Regions from separate parts of the Mus musculus genome. Here all the other regions are linked to region 2. A link is a contact called in public promoter capture Hi-C data. All regions are on one chromosome and are shown on one strand. Each heading gives the region's core, a stretch centred on a gene start, on an enhancer-like site or on the middle of the called end of the contact. The rest is flanking DNA. Distances are from core to core; before and after follow the strand shown.

What was found. Promoter capture Hi-C pulls out the DNA fragments that hold promoters and counts their contacts.
Region 1: a promoter capture Hi-C map of cranial neural crest shows a contact between it and region 2. The contact joins the promoter of Rps8 here to the promoter of Btf3l4 in region 2.
Region 3: a contact with region 2 is called in a promoter capture Hi-C map of liver, with 4 times the contacts expected there. The contact joins the promoter of Mob3c here to the promoter of Btf3l4 in region 2. A contact is called at or near these places in 3 of 39 promoter capture datasets (cranial neural crest, liver and pre-B cells).
Region 4: a promoter capture Hi-C map of pre-B cells shows a contact between it and region 2, with 2.1 times the contacts expected there. The contact joins the promoter of Dph2 here to the promoter of Btf3l4 in region 2. A contact is called at or near these places in 1 of 39 promoter capture datasets (pre-B cells) and 1 of 484 Hi-C or Micro-C datasets (CD4 T cells).
Region 5: a promoter capture Hi-C map of second pharyngeal arch cranial neural crest shows a contact between it and region 2. The contact joins the promoter of Uqcrh here to the promoter of Btf3l4 in region 2. A contact is called at or near these places in 3 of 39 promoter capture datasets (cranial neural crest, embryonic stem cells and second pharyngeal arch cranial neural crest).
Region 6: a contact with region 2 is called in a promoter capture Hi-C map of pre-B cells, with 3 times the contacts expected there. The contact joins the promoter of Pik3r3 here to the promoter of Btf3l4 in region 2. A contact is called at or near these places in 3 of 39 promoter capture datasets (cranial neural crest, frontonasal cranial neural crest and pre-B cells).

What each region holds. Positions count from the first base shown.
Region 1 is chr4:117,154,754-117,157,523 of GRCm38.p6, reverse strand. It overlaps Rps8 (ribosomal protein S8), which reads left to right and starts at 1,392. Exons shown (of 6, transcript NM_009098.2): 1 at 1,392-1,466; 2 at 1,847-1,953; 3 at 2,417-2,516; 4 at 2,711-2,770. The coding sequence starts at 1,463. It overlaps Snord55 (small nucleolar RNA, C/D box 55), which reads left to right and starts at 1,676; the gene lies at 1,676-1,753. LOC115490046 (a small nucleolar RNA gene) reads left to right here and starts at 2,235; the gene lies at 2,235-2,338.
Region 2 is chr4:108,832,004-108,834,911 of GRCm38.p6, reverse strand. Btf3l4 (basic transcription factor 3-like 4) reads left to right here and starts at 1,272. Exons shown (of 6, transcript NM_027453.3): 1 at 1,272-1,404. Txndc12 (thioredoxin domain containing 12 (endoplasmic reticulum)) reads right to left here and starts at 234. Exons shown (of 7, transcript NM_025334.3): 1 at 56-234. The coding sequence starts at 146.
Region 3 is chr4:115,826,653-115,829,482 of GRCm38.p6, reverse strand. It overlaps Mob3c (MOB kinase activator 3C), which reads right to left and starts at 1,403. Exons shown (of 4, transcript NM_175308.5): 1 at 1,242-1,403.
Region 4 is chr4:117,890,532-117,893,457 of GRCm38.p6, reverse strand. It overlaps Dph2 (DPH2 homolog), which reads left to right and starts at 1,455. Exons shown (of 6, transcript NM_026344.3): 1 at 1,455-1,748; 2 at 2,031-2,143; 3 at 2,340-2,563; 4 at 2,757-2,926. The coding sequence starts at 1,602. It also overlaps a transcript of Ipo13 not described here.
Region 5 is chr4:116,073,659-116,076,501 of GRCm38.p6, reverse strand. Uqcrh (ubiquinol-cytochrome c reductase hinge protein) reads left to right here and starts at 1,432. Exons shown (of 4, transcript NM_025641.3): 1 at 1,432-1,586. The coding sequence starts at 1,533. It overlaps Lrrc41 (leucine rich repeat containing 41), which reads right to left and starts at 1,233. Exons shown (of 10, transcript NM_153521.2): 1 at 895-1,233. The coding sequence starts at 1,093.
Region 6 is chr4:116,220,228-116,222,954 of GRCm38.p6, reverse strand. It overlaps Pik3r3 (phosphoinositide-3-kinase regulatory subunit 3), which reads right to left and starts at 1,347. Exons shown (of 10, transcript NM_181585.6): 1 at 542-1,347. The coding sequence starts at 647.

The DNA.
Region 1 (2,770 bases), core at 143-2,642, 8.3 Mb before region 2:
GCAGGTAGATTTCTGAGTTCGAGGCCAGCCTGGTCTACAAAGTGAGTTCCAGGACAGCCAGGGCTATTCAGAGAAACCCTGTCTCAAAAAAACAAAACAAAACAAACAAACAAACAAAAAACCCCAAAAAAACAAACACAACAAAAAAATCGCTTCAAAACTGTAAAATCGTGGGGGGGGGGGGGGCTGGCGAGATGGCTCAGTGGTTAAGAGGGCCGACTGCTCTTCCAAAGGTCCGGAGTTCAAATCCCAGCAACCACATGGTGGCTCACAAACATCCGTAACGAAATCTGATGCCCTCTTCTGGAGTGTCTCAAGACAGCTACAGTGTACTTACATATACTAAATAAATAAATCTTTAAAAAAAAAAAATCGGATACACGCAGTAAAAACCTCAGAATCAAAATTTAAAACATTTGAAGTTAAAGTTTAAAATTCAAAAAGAAATCGGTCAGGTGAGAGGTCCCTTTAAAAGTAGACGTTCACTGACATTCAAGGCGACGTTTAAGTTTAAGAAATAAAATGTACTGACTGAGCTCTCATCTTGTCTGACGCCGGAGCCCCACTGTCCTCTGCTTTGATTTCACTTGGAGGGGTGTCTAGTGCCTCAGTTTCTCCTCAGCCGGCCGCTTGTTCCTCCCACTGAGCAGTAGCTCATTCTTTAGCTCAGGCTAGCCCTCAACTGGTGATAATTCTCTGTCTCAGTGCTGGATTTCAGGTTTGACCCACTGGGCCAGACCAGATTGTCAGATACTTTGGAATTGGAATTTCAGGAACTGTGAGTCGACCTAAGCACTTGATGCTTTTGAAGAGACCCTGAGCACAGTTTGCAGTACCAATCTTTCCAGAACTAAAACTGTTTTTAATTTCCTTTTTGATTGCTAATTGCTGCCATGTAAGAGATACACATGAATTTTGTGTGTTCATATACAGGGTCAAGTCCCCCTGTGAACAGAGCGTTGGAGCTTCTACTACTTCACTTTTCCAATTAGGGCCCTTTACTCTTTTTTCTTTTTTGGTTTTACAAGTTTACAAGGGTTTCTCTGTATAGCCCTGGCTGTCCTAGAACTCACTTTGTAGACCAGGTTGGCCTCAAACTCAGAAATTCGCCTGCCTCTGTCTCCCGAGTGCTGGGATTAAAGGCGTGCGCCACCACGCCCGGTTTAAAAAAAAAAAAAAAAAAAAAAATTTAAAGGACAAAATGTAAGCACAACAGGCAGGCAAGTGTGCCCTATAGCTCAGCTTAAGGAGCCCGCCCTCCAGACCGCCCAAGGTCAAGGGATTTGAGGCGGGGTCCGCGTGAGTTCGCACGCCGCAGGACCCTCCCCTGTGCCAGCGTCCCAGGCTCGCCGCGGCCCCAGGTCCTTCCCGGCAACCGGAAGAGACGTAAAGAAGGCGGGGCTGAGTTTTAGAAACCGGACCGTGAAGCTTTGCGCTTCCTCTTTCCAGCCAGCGCCGAGCGATGGGTGAGTGTTGCTGCGGGCCGGGTCGGGCCGCGGGGGAGCGAGCTCCATCCGTCTCCATCCTGCCTCCCGACGCATGCTCGGCCCGACCATGGGCCACGGGCAGCCGTGGCAAGGGCCTGCGGTGGGCTAGGGCTGTGGAGATCGCTGCGGCCGCCTCCGGGGCTCCGGGCTGCGAGCGGGCCAACATGGCTGCCGCGGGCCGGGCCGCACGCGGATGATGACACCTGGGTATGCTGCACACTCCCGACTGCGTCGTGGGGAAGCCAACCTTGGAGAGCTGAGCGTGCGGGCAGCCCGCGCAGCGCGGGGCTCGGGAGCGGGCTGATTGGCCGGCGGCGAGGCCCGGTTGCTCAGGCTTGCGTCCTCGCTCCCACACACAGGCATCTCTCGGGACAACTGGCACAAGCGCCGCAAGACCGGGGGTAAGCGAAAACCCTACCACAAGAAGCGAAAGTATGAGCTGGGACGGCCCGCTGCCAACACGAAGGTGCGTGCGGGGGTCGGGGGGAGGACGACTGGGAGAGGCTGCCTTCCCCTGCGCTAGAGCGTGTTTGCTGGGGAACACGAGTGGCTGTGATCACCTTTGTAAGGCTCAGGTTTCTCGGTGCTGGCGACTGGACATGGAAGTGTGTCCACGTGCAGGGTCTGTGCACCCTAATCTCCAAGCTTAGGGTCTACTGGAGCCTAGGAGTGGGAGAGCTGCAAGCTTGGTGTGTTCCTTACTGGGGTTCTTCCTGTGTTAGGGGGGGTCTGGCTTTTTCTGGAGGTAACTAGGGTGATGAAAACGTATCCTTAGGCGTGGTTATGGCCGTCTTGGCCACCTGTACACCACTTGCCAATGCAAGGACTTGTCATAGTTACACTGACTGTTACCTCCGTCTGGTTCGGGTTCCTCTCCCAGTCCCCACTCGTTTTGATGACACATGTTCTGGCCTTCTTGTGTTCTCTAGATTGGCCCTCGCCGCATACACACAGTCCGAGTTCGAGGAGGCAATAAGAAGTACCGTGCCCTGAGATTGGATGTGGGGAACTTTTCCTGGGGCTCTGAGTGTAAGTAGGTGTTGAAGTATTTGAATTTGTTCTTGCTGAAAGATCCTGAGGTAGTTGGAGAATTCTTTGCCATATTCTGATCTCTTAACTCCTGCAATGAGAGGTGCTTTCTAGAGAATGTTAAAAAAAGATTTCAGTAATAAAAAAACATTAACTGCCCCAGCCCCTGATTGTGAATCTCTCTTTGTATGCAGGTTGTACTCGCAAAACAAGGATCATTGATGTTGTCTACAATGCATCCAACAACGAGCTTG
Region 2 (2,908 bases), core at 23-2,522:
AAAGTGTTAAGAAGGCCCGGGGTCCGTAAAGATTACGGTAAGAATGAGGTCTGACCCTTTCCAAGCCCAGTGCGTCCGTCTGAAGAAGTGATGAGGAGCAGGAAACTGAAGCTCAGCAAACAGGTGGCCCCGAAACGAAGCGACATCTCCACGGTGGTAGTTGCACAGAGCCACCGGATTGAGGGAACAGGATTTCCAGCAGAAGCTCCGCTCTGCCCCCTTATCGCCGTTCAGCCCAACCCCTCGGATTCCCAGATTTTTTTTTTTTTTTTTTTTTCCTAGCCAAACACTGAAGGAAGTGATGTTAGACGGATGTGGGCGGTGCCTCGAGGGTCCGCTTTGGAATGGAGTAAGTTTAAAGGTGCAGATCACGTAGAAGGATGTGGGAGTACATCTCGAGTTTGCTTTCCCTAAGTCCTTGATATCCAGGCTTAAAGAAACAGCCGGATGAGGTGGCCCGAATTGGTGAGGGCTGGGGAAAGGTTCAGGAAAACCGTTGTTAATTACGTCTGACCTCTAGCCTAGCCCCTCCCTCCAATGGACCACTACACTAAATATTCAAAATGCAAATTATTATCTTTGAGATCAGCCTATCACAACAGAGGGCTTGGAATTTCCCGCCCCCTCGCACAAGTTAAAAATACTGGACAACAGCATTTCATTGTTAGATTTCTGTTTGGGATTCCAAAGAGACTCGGTAAGCCCGTTTCGCTGTGCACGCGTCTGTGTCTTGCAGGCAAGCACTTTGGAGAAGCGCTGGACCCTTCCCCCCACCCCCACTCGCATTCGCAGGACTTCCACTCAGGCATGATGCAACCAACTGACATAAGGTCCAAGAAAACCATGCTTGGGGCCTTTTATTGCACAACTGAAGAGGTAGTCCGAGGGAACTGGGACATAAGTCATCTCAAGCACGTAAAGTGTAAAGCTTCTTTCCGTTAAGTCTGTTGCTTTTTGTATTGGGTCGAGTTACTACCTAACAAGTCAACTGCCGACTTTCCCTCCTGATGAGAGTCCATTAGAGCTCAATGCTTAGTGAAGGACATCCAAGGTGTACAACCCGAACTAGACCCCACACCACCCTTCTGTTAAATCCAAGACAAAAGGTAAGCGCAGACACAATGGGACGCCAAGGGGACCGCCGCCTCCTCCAGGAAGCAGCCCGGCCGCCAATCAGAATAGTGAGGTGCGCGAGGCATGCTGGGCTTTGTAGTCGGGAGGCAGGCGCGCAGTTGCCGTACCCACCCCCACCCCGCCTCCCTCCCGCGGTCGAGGCGGGGCCGTGCGTCACGTGGGCCTCTCCCGCCGCCGCCGCCGCTGCCGCCGCGGTCTTTCTCTGTCTCAGCTGAGGCAGCCATCTTGCTCTTGCCGCGTGCTGGTGTTGGAGGACCCTCCCCGCTGCAGGTGAGACCCCCGGCGGGCCCGCCACCCCACGGCCTCCGGCCGCTGCGCACGGTCTCCCCCCGCCCTCCCCTCTCGACACCCGCCGTCCGCTCCGGCTGCCACTTCCGCCGTGGCGCGGCGAGTGGGGGCGGAGGCGGCCGGCCGGGCCTGTCGGTTACGGGCGGCGCAGCTGGGGGTCGGCACCTGAGGGAAGGTCCCCAGCACCACCGCCCGCTGTGGAGGAGCCGGGCCCGGGCTCTGGCCGCTCAGGTCCAGACCCAGGAGGGTAGAACCCTCCTCGTCCATCACTCATTATTCACAACAACAGTGTCAGACGCTTTGAGCAGCAGATCTGTTGTCATCTCTTTTGCTCCTCCCAAACTGAGGTTAGCACCCGGCCACCAAGCTCTTGGGGCCGAACTAGGTTGCAGCGCTCTTCACTTTGTAATAGAAGTGCTTGTTTACAAGTCTCTCTTAATTTTGAGACAGTTACCTATCCTTATAACCTCTTCACACTGCCTGATGATTGATCGCCAGGCACAGTGTTACACAGCTGGTGAATGGCGGTTTCAACTTCCGTTCCCACGTTCTTTCATTATACCTAATTAGTGGCCCTCTGGAAGAATGGTAACAATAGTTACCAACTACTGAGTGTCTTACCTGAACTTGATAATCTATGCTTTAGCCTTCAACTCAGTAAAGTATGCGATGGTATACTTTTTTTAATGCGGGAGAAACAAACACAAGTACAAAGAACCTAAATACCTTTCCAAAGCCCTAAGTGGTAAAACCTCACATAAAAAGTCAGGGCTGAAAATTCAAATTATTTTTATCTTTGTAAACATGATTAAAGTACTTGGATGCTTATAATTTGGGCATCCAATAAATATTGATTCATCTCTGTATACTCTTTTTGGAAGTCCTTGAGAAAAGTGCAGAAAGGATTCGTGGATATTCACTCAGTGATCATGTGGCCCTTGAAAGTCATTTCTCCCTTTGGGACACAGAGAGGAACTTTCCAGGCCTTCCAGGCAGCTAACAATTTTGTTTATAATTTATGCCCTGCTGCACTAACAGGTATCTGAGATGACCTCACACTTGAAACAAGAATGACAGGTACATTAAAGATATTAAGTAGGGATTAAACCAGGTGACCTTTTAGGTCTCAGGCTGAGTCTAAATGTCTTTTTCTATTAGAATCCTACACAGCCCAACTTGCTGTTGGACAAAAGGCCATATTTCTCCTTCCCCTGCTGCTTTAAGCTTCTAGATGCCCTAAAATTATGTCTTTTCCATAAAATACTCCTTAGGAATAAGATTTCTTAATTATACTGACCACCTGAAATGGAATTATTCTTTCATTTACACCATAAGAAAGAGTTAATTTGGGCTTTGCTTTTGCTTCAAATAAGTCTGGACTTTTTGTCTTATCTTTCCAACTGCCAACTCTTTTCTTTAGGAATGTTACCTAAAATGCAAATAGTCACAAAGGGCTAGTCCTGTGCTTAGTTTTAATATTCTCTCC
Region 3 (2,830 bases), core at 154-2,653, 7.0 Mb before region 2:
CTCTGACCTCCACATGTGCACTGTAATGCGCACATAAATGTGTGTGTTCCCGAGCTCATACGTGCATGCATGAGCAAGTGTGTGGACACACATAAATAAATGTAATTAAGTTTTGAAAGTAAATCTTGCCTCTCAATAAATGAAAAGTGAGGGGGAAAGAACTGATATCAGCTCTGGGCCTCCATCTCTGCATGCCCATCTTCATATACCCACAGCACCACACACACACACACACACACACACACACACACACACATACACACACACGTTGGGATAGCTGAGAGGTCAAGTGGTACGTCCCACATGAACAGATGGCGAAACTGAGGCCTAGGAGGAGGATTTGAGGAGCCTGAATTTGCACAGCAAGTTAGAAGTAGGGGACTGGTATAAAAAGGGACTCAGCCTATGACAAGGTACAAAGTGTCCCTTTCCTGCTGTCTGGCCACTGGCCTGATATAGATAATTGTGAAGGAAGGGAGTAGAGAGGCCCCACCTCCTTAGTATAGAACTTTAGGCCCCAGGACTTTTCCTAGAAAGAGTAAACTTGGAGGTGAGTACGGAAGGTAAGCTAAGAGGGCATCCCGTCTGTTAGCACTATCCTCTCCCAGCCTCACACGGAGCCTCTCTTCCTCTTCCCTGTGGACCCCCCACTTTAATTACTAGGTAGGTGGTCAGTGGTTTGCTTACTCCGTGACCAAGCATTTAATCTTCCTAGATGAAGAGCACAGGCTGACTGACACTGCCTGTTTGTCTTACCTCGTCCCCTGCCAGGGACACACCTGCTCCTTCCTTAGTCTGGCTTAGAATCAGCCAGAAGATGGTCCCAGTTTGAACTCAGAATCTAGCCTAGCACGCCCTGCGGGACAAGATCTAAGTTTGAGATTCTCAGAGAAAGAGGGAGCGACAGACGCAGCGCTGTCCAGCCAGACCCGCCCCTACCTCCCGCGAGCTCCTAAGAACCTCCCCTTAGCTTCAGCTGTTAGGGCCAAACAGGTCCTAGGACCCAGAGGAGCCAGCCTGACATTTCCGCTCCTGAAGACACGCCCCCCACCACCGCCAGCTACCGCCACCCCCACCCCGGACTTCGGACACTGAGAGCCTCGGACCCTGGGCTGAGGACTGTGGCCAGCCTGCTTTTGGGCCGGAGTCGCTTCCAGAAGGTGCCACGCGAGGACCAAGAAGAACTAAAAGTGGAAGCAAGACTGGGCCCTGGGGGGCGCGGAGACGCGGCGCTCACTCACCCGCTCCGCCTGAGTGGACAGCTCCGGGTCTCTGTCCCTGCGGCCACACCGCAACGCGCCGGTCGTCCTCCGGCCTGTGATCCCGCCGTGCGGGTCTCAGCGTCTACCCACCAGTCTGATCTGGGCCGCGGCCGCCGTCCCGCCGCCAGTGCTCGAGGAGACGCCAGCTCCGCCCCAGGCTCAGCCACGCCGCGGCCACGGGGCGGGGAGGGGCGGGGAAAGGGACTCCCCCGTCCCAGGATACTTACTCTTCTCTTTAGCCTTTCCGGGAAGTGGGAAGTCCGATCGGGCTCGCTGTCTCCCCGAGGGCAAAGGACTAACTGAGGAGCCGCCCCAAAGGACCGCCTGGATCTTCCCTAAGGAGATAGCCTCAGATTCATAGGCTGTAGAATGGGAACAAGTTTAGCTTCCGCCTGAAGCAGAAAGAAAAACCGCTGTGGTTTGAATGGTTTCCTAGCCCTCCTGCAGTTATCTGAGCTTCACTTGTCTTTGAATTCAATAAAAGTTCCTAGCAGCCAATGTGTTCAGCTTCAGTCCACTGCCATACAGAGCAACTCAAAACCCACCACTGGAGGCTGCTGCTGGTGGATGGCGCATGTCTTTAATTTCAACACTAGCGAGGTAGAGGCAGGCAAATCTTTGAGTTCCAGGCTGCTAGCCAGCCAGGCTAGCCAGGGCTAGGTGGTAAGATGGTCTCTCTCTCTCTTAAAAACAAAACAAAACAAAACAAAACAAAACAAAACAAAACAAAACACCAAAACCAAAACCAAACCAAACCAAACCAAAACAACCAAACACTTAAATGAATAGCACACGTATGGGAGCCGTGGACTGGGTCAGTCCAGACAGAAACATTCCCAAAGAATGTTCAAAGAAGACCTCGCCTTCCTTGCACCTGGTTCTGGTTCTGTAGACTCTCACACCATCCAAAGTTACCCATTTCCTATCTTCCTTTGTCTCTGTTGTTCTTTAGAATGGCTTCTCTCCCAGCCTGTTCCATCTGGCTCCAAACCTTTGCATACTTGATCTACACTACCCACTCTTCTACCTAGATTCCTCCCCTGGAAACAGGCTGCTATCCCACATCAGTGCTCAATGCATACCATGGCTTGGCCCCAGGAACCTGTCTGCAGGATCTGCCTAGGGTGAGGAGGTTGAAGACAGAGTTCTACTAGGTGAGTGCTATGGTTAACCTTCATTGTTAGCTTCACTAGCTTCGGAACTACCAAGGAGTCGCCTCTCTGGGAGTGTGTATTCCCAAGGGGTTGTTTAACTGAGGAGGACTGGCTCTCCTTGAATGTGTCTCCTGCCATCCTGAACTAAACTAACAGAAAGGTGGGTGAGGGTGGGGGAGCCAATAGAGCACAGGTGTCCATCCACCTCCATTTCTTCACCACTGTTCCAGACTCTTGCTGTCACAGCTTAGAGCCTGTCTTGACATACTTTCCCTACCATGGTGGACTGCACTCTCAAACTGTGAGCCAAAACAAAAAGCTTTTCCTTAGTATTTTGTTACAGCATAAAAAGTAAGTACCACAGAAGGCCAAGGCAGGCAGCTGGGCTGCCGAAGACATCCCGGAGGACATGAA
Region 4 (2,926 bases), core at 206-2,705, 9.1 Mb before region 2:
ATGACATCTGAATCCACTTGCTGGATGGGGTAACTGCATCCCATCCTCTGATCTTCCCCAGCTTTTGTACTGATTCTGCCTTTCATTCTTTTCCATCCAGTGTCTTCCTCAGCCAGCTAGTAGCATCAGTGTCTTCCACTTCATTATTTATCCCGCTCCTCAGTCCCAATTAAAAAAAAATGTGTATGTGTGTATGGCTGAGTTTATATCTGCGCACCACCTGAGTGTAGTTGCCTGCAGGTATTAGAAAAGGGACAAAAAAAAAAAAAAAAAAAAAAAAAAAGCTGGGCGTAGTGGCGCACGCCTTTAATCCCAGCACTTGGGAGGCAGAGACAGGCGGATTTCTGAGTTTGAGGCCAGCCTGGTCTACAAAGTGACTTCCAGGATAGCCAGGGCTATACAGAGAAACCCTGTCTCGAAAAAAAAACAAAACAAAAAAAAAGGAAAGGGACCTCCTAGAACTGGAGTTGCACATAGTTATAAGCCACCATGTGGGTGGTGGTAACTGAACCCACTGCAAGCACAGCAAGTGCTCTTAGCCACTGAAACATTTCTCCAGCCCCGTTAGTCCCATTCCCACAGTCCTGATTTCTCAGCTCTCCTGGAGGATGCAGAGATGCGCCACATGTTTTCAGTCCTTTTTCCCTACGGCATCACGTGAAGAGAGTCTTCCTCTCCCATCCCTCCTTATGATAAGAAGTCGTGTGGGAGAATGTGGGATGTAGCTCAGCCAGAGAGTCGTTGCTTTCCATGCACGAGGCCCCAGGTTCAGTCCCAAGGAGGTGGGGCGAGAGAATAAATTCGGGCTCTAAAGCCCAGTTTCTAGAACCAGCAGACATGGTTTTGTTTTTCTTATCTATATGGGATAATTCTTGCTTCTAATGATGAACTGGTGAACTTAGCAAGGGTCAGTGTTTGGTTGACAGACCGTGAGGACAACAGGTTGTGGGACAATTCTCTAGCAGGCAAAGTAAAGGACATAGAGACATTTTACGATGTCTGGCAGTAAGTACCTGCTCACAAATATTCAAACCCAAGCTGTGGGCACTGAGTTGGAAATTATGCAGTACTGGGAGATCCAGCTCGGTCACACAGCAAGACCCTGTTTCAGATTCTGGGGGCTGTGAAGATGGCTTGGTGGATTAGGGAGCTTGCAGCCAACCCTGAAGAACTGAGCTGTATAAGGACCCTTGCTCTCACTGTATGTATATACGTGCACACGCGCGCGCGTTTAAATATGATCAGCAGATAGCGCCTGCTCACACTGAATTAGTGACTTAGAAATTAGAGGGCACCGGCAGGCTGGCCTTAGGGTATCCGGGAAGAAGCTTTAGCCAGTGGAACCACAACACCCACAAGGCTTTGCGGCACTTCCGATTGGTCCTGAGTGAGAGGCTAGTGATTGGTTCTCTGTGGGAAGTCCTTGAACCCGGAAGTAATCTCCGTAGGTCCATGTGTAGTGGAGAGCCGGGAATTTGGAAGCGTACGGTTTGGATCCTAGGACCCGAGGACAGGTTGGTCCGGATCCACAAACAGAGCTGCTGTGACCTCGAGGACTTTTGAGGGTGCAGCTGCATCTCACCCCACCCAAGCTGCGCCCAATGGAGTCTACGTTCAGCAGCCCTGCGGAGGCAGCCCTGCAACGGGAGGCGGGCGTTCCAGGACAGTTCACTCCTCCTGAAGACCTGGACCGCGTGTATGAGCTGGAGCGAGTTACGAAATTTGTCTGCGATTTAGGTTGTCAGCGGGTGAGGTCTGGTTCAGAGAAGGGGGCGCGAAAAGGGGGCGCGGGGCGCGGGCTCTCCTCTGGGTATGGGTTGCGGAGATTGGGACTTTGGGTCGGGATCCGCCCGTATCGCACGGATTACCCACAACTCTGTGGGGCTGGCTGCCTCCTTAGAAGTAGGGGCTTGGGATGTTTAGTGGGTTTTTTTGTTTGTTTGTTTGTTTTTTTGTTTGTTTTTTGTTTTTTTGCAGAGGCTGTTGGTGGAGGAGTGAGGTTGTCGCTGACTTGTGGCTTGTATTTACAGGTGACTTTGCAGTTCCCTGACCAGTTACTAGGAGATGCGGGAGCGGTGGCTGCCCGGCTGGAGGAAGTCACAGGAGCTAAGATGTTCATTTTAGGGGACACAGCTTATGGCAGGTATGGGGTTTCCCAGCCCACAGTGTCTGCCTCCAGTGACCGTGTTTGCACGATGAGAAGCTCCTGATGCCAGCTTCCCTCAGTCACAGTGAATTCCTAGCTTGGTGCCATTTTCTCCACTGGCCACATTTCCCATTGATGACAACTCTTCTCTCCAGGTAGGGAACACCTCTCACCAATGCTCTCTCCCCTGCAGCTGCTGTGTGGATGTGCTGGGCGCCGAGCAGGCTGGAGCTCAAGCCCTTGTGCACTTCGGTCCTGCCTGCTTAAGCCCCCCAGCCTCGCAGCTGCCCATCACCTTTGTCCTTGGTCAGCGACCCGTTGCTTTAGAGCTCTGTGCAAAGGCCTTTGAAGCCCAGAACCCAGATCCGACAGCCCCGGTGGTACTGCTGAGTGAGCCAGCTTGTGCCCATGCCCTAGGTGAGAAATTATACCTGTGAGGGAAAGAAGGGTGGGTCCACAGCTTCATGCCTTAATTCCTCCTATTTAAGCACACTTACCTAGAGCTCTTGGCCTCAGTTGGCCTGGCTTGTCCTTTAGGGTCACATTGAGGCATCTGGGGATGAGACATCTCTTACTTTGCCAGACTTCAACTCTGATGCACCTCTTTCAGAGCCTTTGGCCATGCTCCTGCTCCCAAAGTACCAAGATCTGCTCATCTCCCGCCCAGCTCTTCCCCTGCCAGTGGGATCCCCGAGCTCACAGCCTGAGTCCCTGGAGCGTTTTGGGCGCTGCTTCCCCCTGAATCCAGGGAGACGTCTGGAAGAATATGGTGCCTTCTAT
Region 5 (2,843 bases), core at 183-2,682, 7.2 Mb before region 2:
CTCACCCGACTCTAGCTCCGCAGTCCGGGATACCCTGGCCCCTGCCCGGCCTGAGGCCTCTTCGGCCCTTCCCGCCGGCCGGTCTCCCGAGCCTGTCCGTGCTTACGGAGCGTCTCCCGGAGCCCTCCACTCACTTTCCTACCTTCTCCACCACCGCCCCGGTCCATCCAGAAGGCCACCGGCGCTACCTGCTCGGCGGGCAGACCCGCAGCTCAGTTTAGCAGCGAGGTCTGGGGCGTCGGTGCGCTCCCTTCAGCCCTCGCTCGGGCCGTCAAACAGGCCACGGCGCTCCCAGCCTTTTCGGCTTCTCCCCGCGACTCCGGTCCCTCGCTCGCTCTCCACTGGGCTGTCCCACCCCGCCCATCCGCGGGGCTCCCGGAGTCCAGGTACCGGTGGTGTGCCCGGCGGACAGCGGAGGCCCCGGGCCGGCAGCGCAGGTGGCTGCGGGCCTGGCCTCCTTGCCTCGGGTCGGGCCTGCCAAAGTCGGTCCCTGCCCCGGGGCAGCCCGGCCATCCCTGCCCCGTCGGTTCGAGATCCGAGAATCCTCCGTTCAGTCCGGTCCAGCCCAGTGTCAGTTCCGAGCCTGTGGCTCCGGCCTGCTACTCCAGCCCCCGTCGCTAGGGCCCTGGCAGCTCTGCCCCGTACCGGGCCTTCTGGCCTCGCCCCCCGCGCCCCCCAGGCGAGCCGCGGCTCGGCTTCACCGGCTCCCTCGGTCTCAGGCTTCACTCCGTCCCGCCCTGTCAGTCACGGAATTTCTGTTCCGACTCCACCATCGAACTCCCGGGGCTCCCAGCTGGGCCTGGCCCCGGGCCTCTCGGCCTCGCCCCCCGCGCCCCCTGGCCGCCGGGCCGCCCCCGCTCGCTGCCGGAGGTCGCCCCTCACTCCGCGACTTACCCCACACCCCGCTCTCCAGAACCCCCATATGGGCGCTCACTGCCCGCCCGCACAGCTCGAACAGGGCGGGGGGAGCGCTGGGGCCCGAGGCCGAGCTCTTCGCTGGCGCCGCCTCCCGGGACGTGGCCTCCATGGTCGTTGCTGCCGCTACCTCACAGAACCAGCAACTCCGGGCGCGCCAGGCCTCGGGCGCCGCCATCTTGGGGAGGTGCGCGAGCCCGAGAATGACACCCGCGGGCCGCCATCTTGAAGAGGTCAGCTTTTAGGACCGCTCCATAAGGGATATGGGGAAGAACAGAAACAACATTAAAAGATCGTCAAACAGAGGAGCAGATGACTCAAGTATCTTAGGGAATACTACTTGGAAAAATACTGTAGATCAACACATTTGGGCAAGAAGTGACCGAAAGGATGTTTCTTAGCAAATTCTTTGCAGGCGTATATAGCAGCTCCCCCTACGTCTCGTAGCTAGCGAGTAGTACAGCCCAATTTGTGCGTGTGTTCGGGACTACGAGGAGTATGCCGCACTTCCGGCCAGGTCGCCGGATATCCGTCGAGTGACCCTTACTAGTCCTTCTTAAACCTGAAGTGGAGTACTACTCTGGTTGCGCTTGTTGGATCCCAAACCGGCTCCCGACATGGGACTAGAGGACGAACGAAAGATGCTCACTGGATCTGGAGACCCCAAAGAGGTAAGGCTTCGAGGTTGGCGGGCCCGGGACCTAGCTCAACAAAGCACCTCCCGGGGCTCTCTTAGTCCGGGTTTATAGCCTAGGGTTTGCGGGGTCCAGAGAGGTGGTTTCCGTTACTTACCTTCAGAATTCTTTGGTTGACCTTGGGCAGATTAATAGCTAGTCTTTCTCGGGATTGGCTTCCCCAAACCAGGAATGTGAAAGTGTAACTGGAGTTTATAATGCTGCACTGATAAACTTGTGTAAACAAACAAACAACCCCCCCCCAGGTTTTTGAGGTTCTAATTTGATAAATGTTTTGAGGTTCTAACTTGATAAGTGCGTGAAGCAAAAAACTAACGTTAGTCTTTAACGTAGCTTAGGTCAGAATTTATTTATGGAGATTTCGGGGACCCTAGTCTTCGGAAAAGTGCTTTCAGGAGTTGGGGTGTAGCTTCATGGTAAAGCTCTTGCCTAGCATTAACAAGCCCTGTATTCGCTTCCCAGCATCTCCAACAAAAAGCGGTTCTTTATCTTTTGGGATGGAGATGGCCGAGGACTTGTGCCTTTGGGGACAGTTTAAGAATGTGTAGTGTAATTCTGTGGTGCAAGAGGGAGCTCTTTCCCAAGTTGAGCATCATTGTGATAAATATTGGCTGCTTATGTGCTGAGTGCTTTATATGCACTAAGATACTTAACTTGCACAGTTTCCCCATGAGGTAAATATCAGGTACATTATATATTTTTGTCACTTTTATTACATGAGGCAGCAAGCAAGGAAGTTTATCTTGAATGAGGGCACACAACTAGCAAGACAATACAACTGGGACTCCAATGCAGACGTCCAGGCTTGAGAGCCAGAGCTCTAGCCCGAGACTCACTTTGCTTCCATTTCCTGTGCATTTGTCTTGTCTACTTCAGGACAAGCCATCAGGGCTTAATGGATTAATTAGTTGGCAAATTATTTATCCCTTAATTTTTTCAAGTTTTCATTCTCAGAAAGTTTAACAGGATACCACAGCAGATAGAAGTTTTAAAATTAAGAAAGTTGGGCATGGTGGTCCGTGTCTTTAATCCCAACACTCAGGAGGCAATGGCAGGAGGATCTCTGTAAGTTCAGAGCCATCCTGGTCTTCATATCAAACTCCATGACAGCCAGGACTATAGAGATCCTTTCTCAAAAAAACAATAAACCAACAAATCAAATAATAAAATGAAGAAAGTTAAATTAATTTTGTGAAAGATCCATAATGAATGGAGATGAAATCTTTTTATTCA
Region 6 (2,727 bases), core at 98-2,597, 7.4 Mb before region 2:
CTGAAAATCACTAACCGGCATTTGGTTTCTATGAGAGAAGCACGGAGTCTCAAAATGAATAATCACAAAGGCAACTCAGTTTCTAAAGTTAACCAAGGTAAAATAACAACGAACCATAGCAGATAACTGCACTAAAGTATAAGCTTTAAGGAATCGCCACAAAGGGAAATTCTTCAAGCATGGATTATAATACATCCCTTGCCAGCAGAAATCTTGATTAAAAAAAAAAAAAAAAGTGGAGGGCCGTCAAAACCCTGAATGACATGCAAAGGCCAAACCAAAACGGGTCTTTCCTCCCACTCCAGTCCCCCCGCCCCCACCCCCTCAGGACAATGGGATCAGGGTCCTAACTGCAAACTTTAAAGGTGTAAGCCAGAGCAGTTTTACTGCAGCTATAACTGCAATCTACCCCTCATCCCGAACCTGGCGCACCCAAGAATACTTCTGGCCTGAAAACGTCACCGGGGTTTTGTTAAGCACAAATCAGACCCATCCAAAAATTTTAAAAAATAATAAAAATAACAAGTTTGCTCTCAAATACCTGGAGGATCCATTTCAATATAAAATATCAGTTCTGTCGAATAGGGCATCATCACCTCCCTCCAGTCTGCGTCATCGCGGTCCATACTCCACACCGTATTGTACATCGCGCTGTCAGGGGCAGGTCGTCGGGAAATATATAAAAAGCATATATATCTTTTATCTGATATTTAAAATCTAAATATATATTTGCAAAAGTTCCACACGGAAATGTACTTGGGGGTTTCCAACGGCCAGTACAAGTCCAGCCAAACTACTAGGATGAGGACAAGGTCCTCCTCTTCTCTCCTCCTAAAGCACCCAACAAAATACCCCGAACTTTCAAGCTACGGGGTTTTTACCTCAGAGGGTTACAGGGAAGCTCGGAAAGCAAAGAGCAGTGGTGTTAAAAAGCAGCTTCCCGAAAATCCTTCCTACACAATCGCTCTCCAAAGGGAAAAGCTCCCACCGCCTCCTAATCTTTCAGCGGAAGCCACTTTTGTGTCCTTCGGAGAAGAGAGAATGGAGAGGAAGGGGGAAAAAAGAACGCGTTGGGAGAAAGCTGGGGAAGTGACAAAGGCTTGAAAAGGGGGTTTGCGTTCAAGTTTCGGGGTCCCACTGGTCTGCGGAGAGCGATTCCCTCTGGGATTGGGACTCGGGCTCTATTCGCGTCAGGCTGGGAACCCAAGCTTCCGCAGCTTCGGGATGGCGACCCCTTGGAGAGTCCAGTCAGCTCGACTGTGCCCGAGTAGTAAAGGTAACCACGACAGCGCCGGCTCCCCTCACGCTCTGCCCTGGCTCCAACCACTAGAGTTTCATTTTAACTGCGCTGAGGGGACCTCCTCCCCCGCCCTCCCCCCTTGCCACCCCCGCTGAGGCGCCAACCAACCGGGCAGGACAGGAGGAAGAGCCGGTAGCTCGACTGTCCTTTCCACTCCTTTGCACCTTAACTGCAAAGATTGTCAAGTGCCTAAGAAATGAAGACTGCCACCACCCTCCGCTTCGACTTTTAACTCTCCCCGTCAGCCTGCGAGACTCGACACTTTAATCAGACTTTGCCATTACCCCCTAGCCTCGCTCAGAATGGTACAGTCCGGGCGCTGGCCGCTCGCCAGGAGTCGGAGCCGGGCGCACGCGAGCTCCTCCAAGAGTGGGGGGCGGATGGTGATTGGCTGAGCCCGGTTGCCGGAGCCCGAGCCTGCGTCTTTTGTCTGCCCTGCTCCAGCTGAGGAGCGGAGACGGCTGCGCGCCCCAAGCGAGCCAATCAGGAGATAGCCGGCGCCGGCCGGTAAGGCGGCGATTGGTCGGACCTCAGTTACTAAGCGGGACAAAGGCAGAGGGGAAAAGAAAAGAGGAGGAAGAAGAGGGGGTGTGGAGAAAGAAAGAAGGCGCAAACGGCGGTTACTGACAGGCTGGGCGAGCGCTCGGGGGCTCAAGCTGCCCGGAGACTGGCGGGGCTTCCCGCTGTGGCTCGGTCCTCCCGGACGAGTGACGAGGGGGAGAACGGGCTGGCGCGAGACTCTTCTGCCTGGAGACTAGCTGCGGGGGGAGGGGAGCGGCGGCAGCGGGGCGTGCTGTCACTTGGCGGGGCGCACACTCTTCTGCTCCATTGGAAGTCTCTGGGCAGAGTTCCTCCTCACAAACCTCTTCACCTTGCTGCGTTCGCCCTCCCCTACCCCGGTGTTAAATCATCAGATACAGCAAAGGTCGCCAAGCCCACTTGCAGGACTCTCTGTCCAGACAAGATCCCCATCGTCCCCCACCCCACCCCCCCCACACACACACTCCCTGAGGGTACCTGAACCTTGAATGTTCCTTGGGGAGTCATCCCCCCCCCCCCCCGCTACTCCGCTTCACACTGAAGGACTTTAGAACCCATAGTTACGCTCAAGCAAAGAGTGAGGCATCTCATCGAGCCCTCCAGTTCTAGTACTCAAATCAGAAAATAAAGAAATAAGAATTAAATAGATTTTTTAAATTACAGTGTCTGTGTGTTTTCTGTGGTAAGTCACAGGTGTTGCATTCCCCTACCAAAAAGGCGCTTTTCTGTTTCCCACTTCCTAACACACAGGTCCCTCCTTCCAAGCTTAAAGTTCTGAGACTTGCTTCAGAAAAAATGCTGAACATTTTCATGCATTTCAGAAACAGCTAATTAACTTGCTGGGGAACCCTGAATAGCTAACCTGTGCCTAGAATTGCCATCCTGCC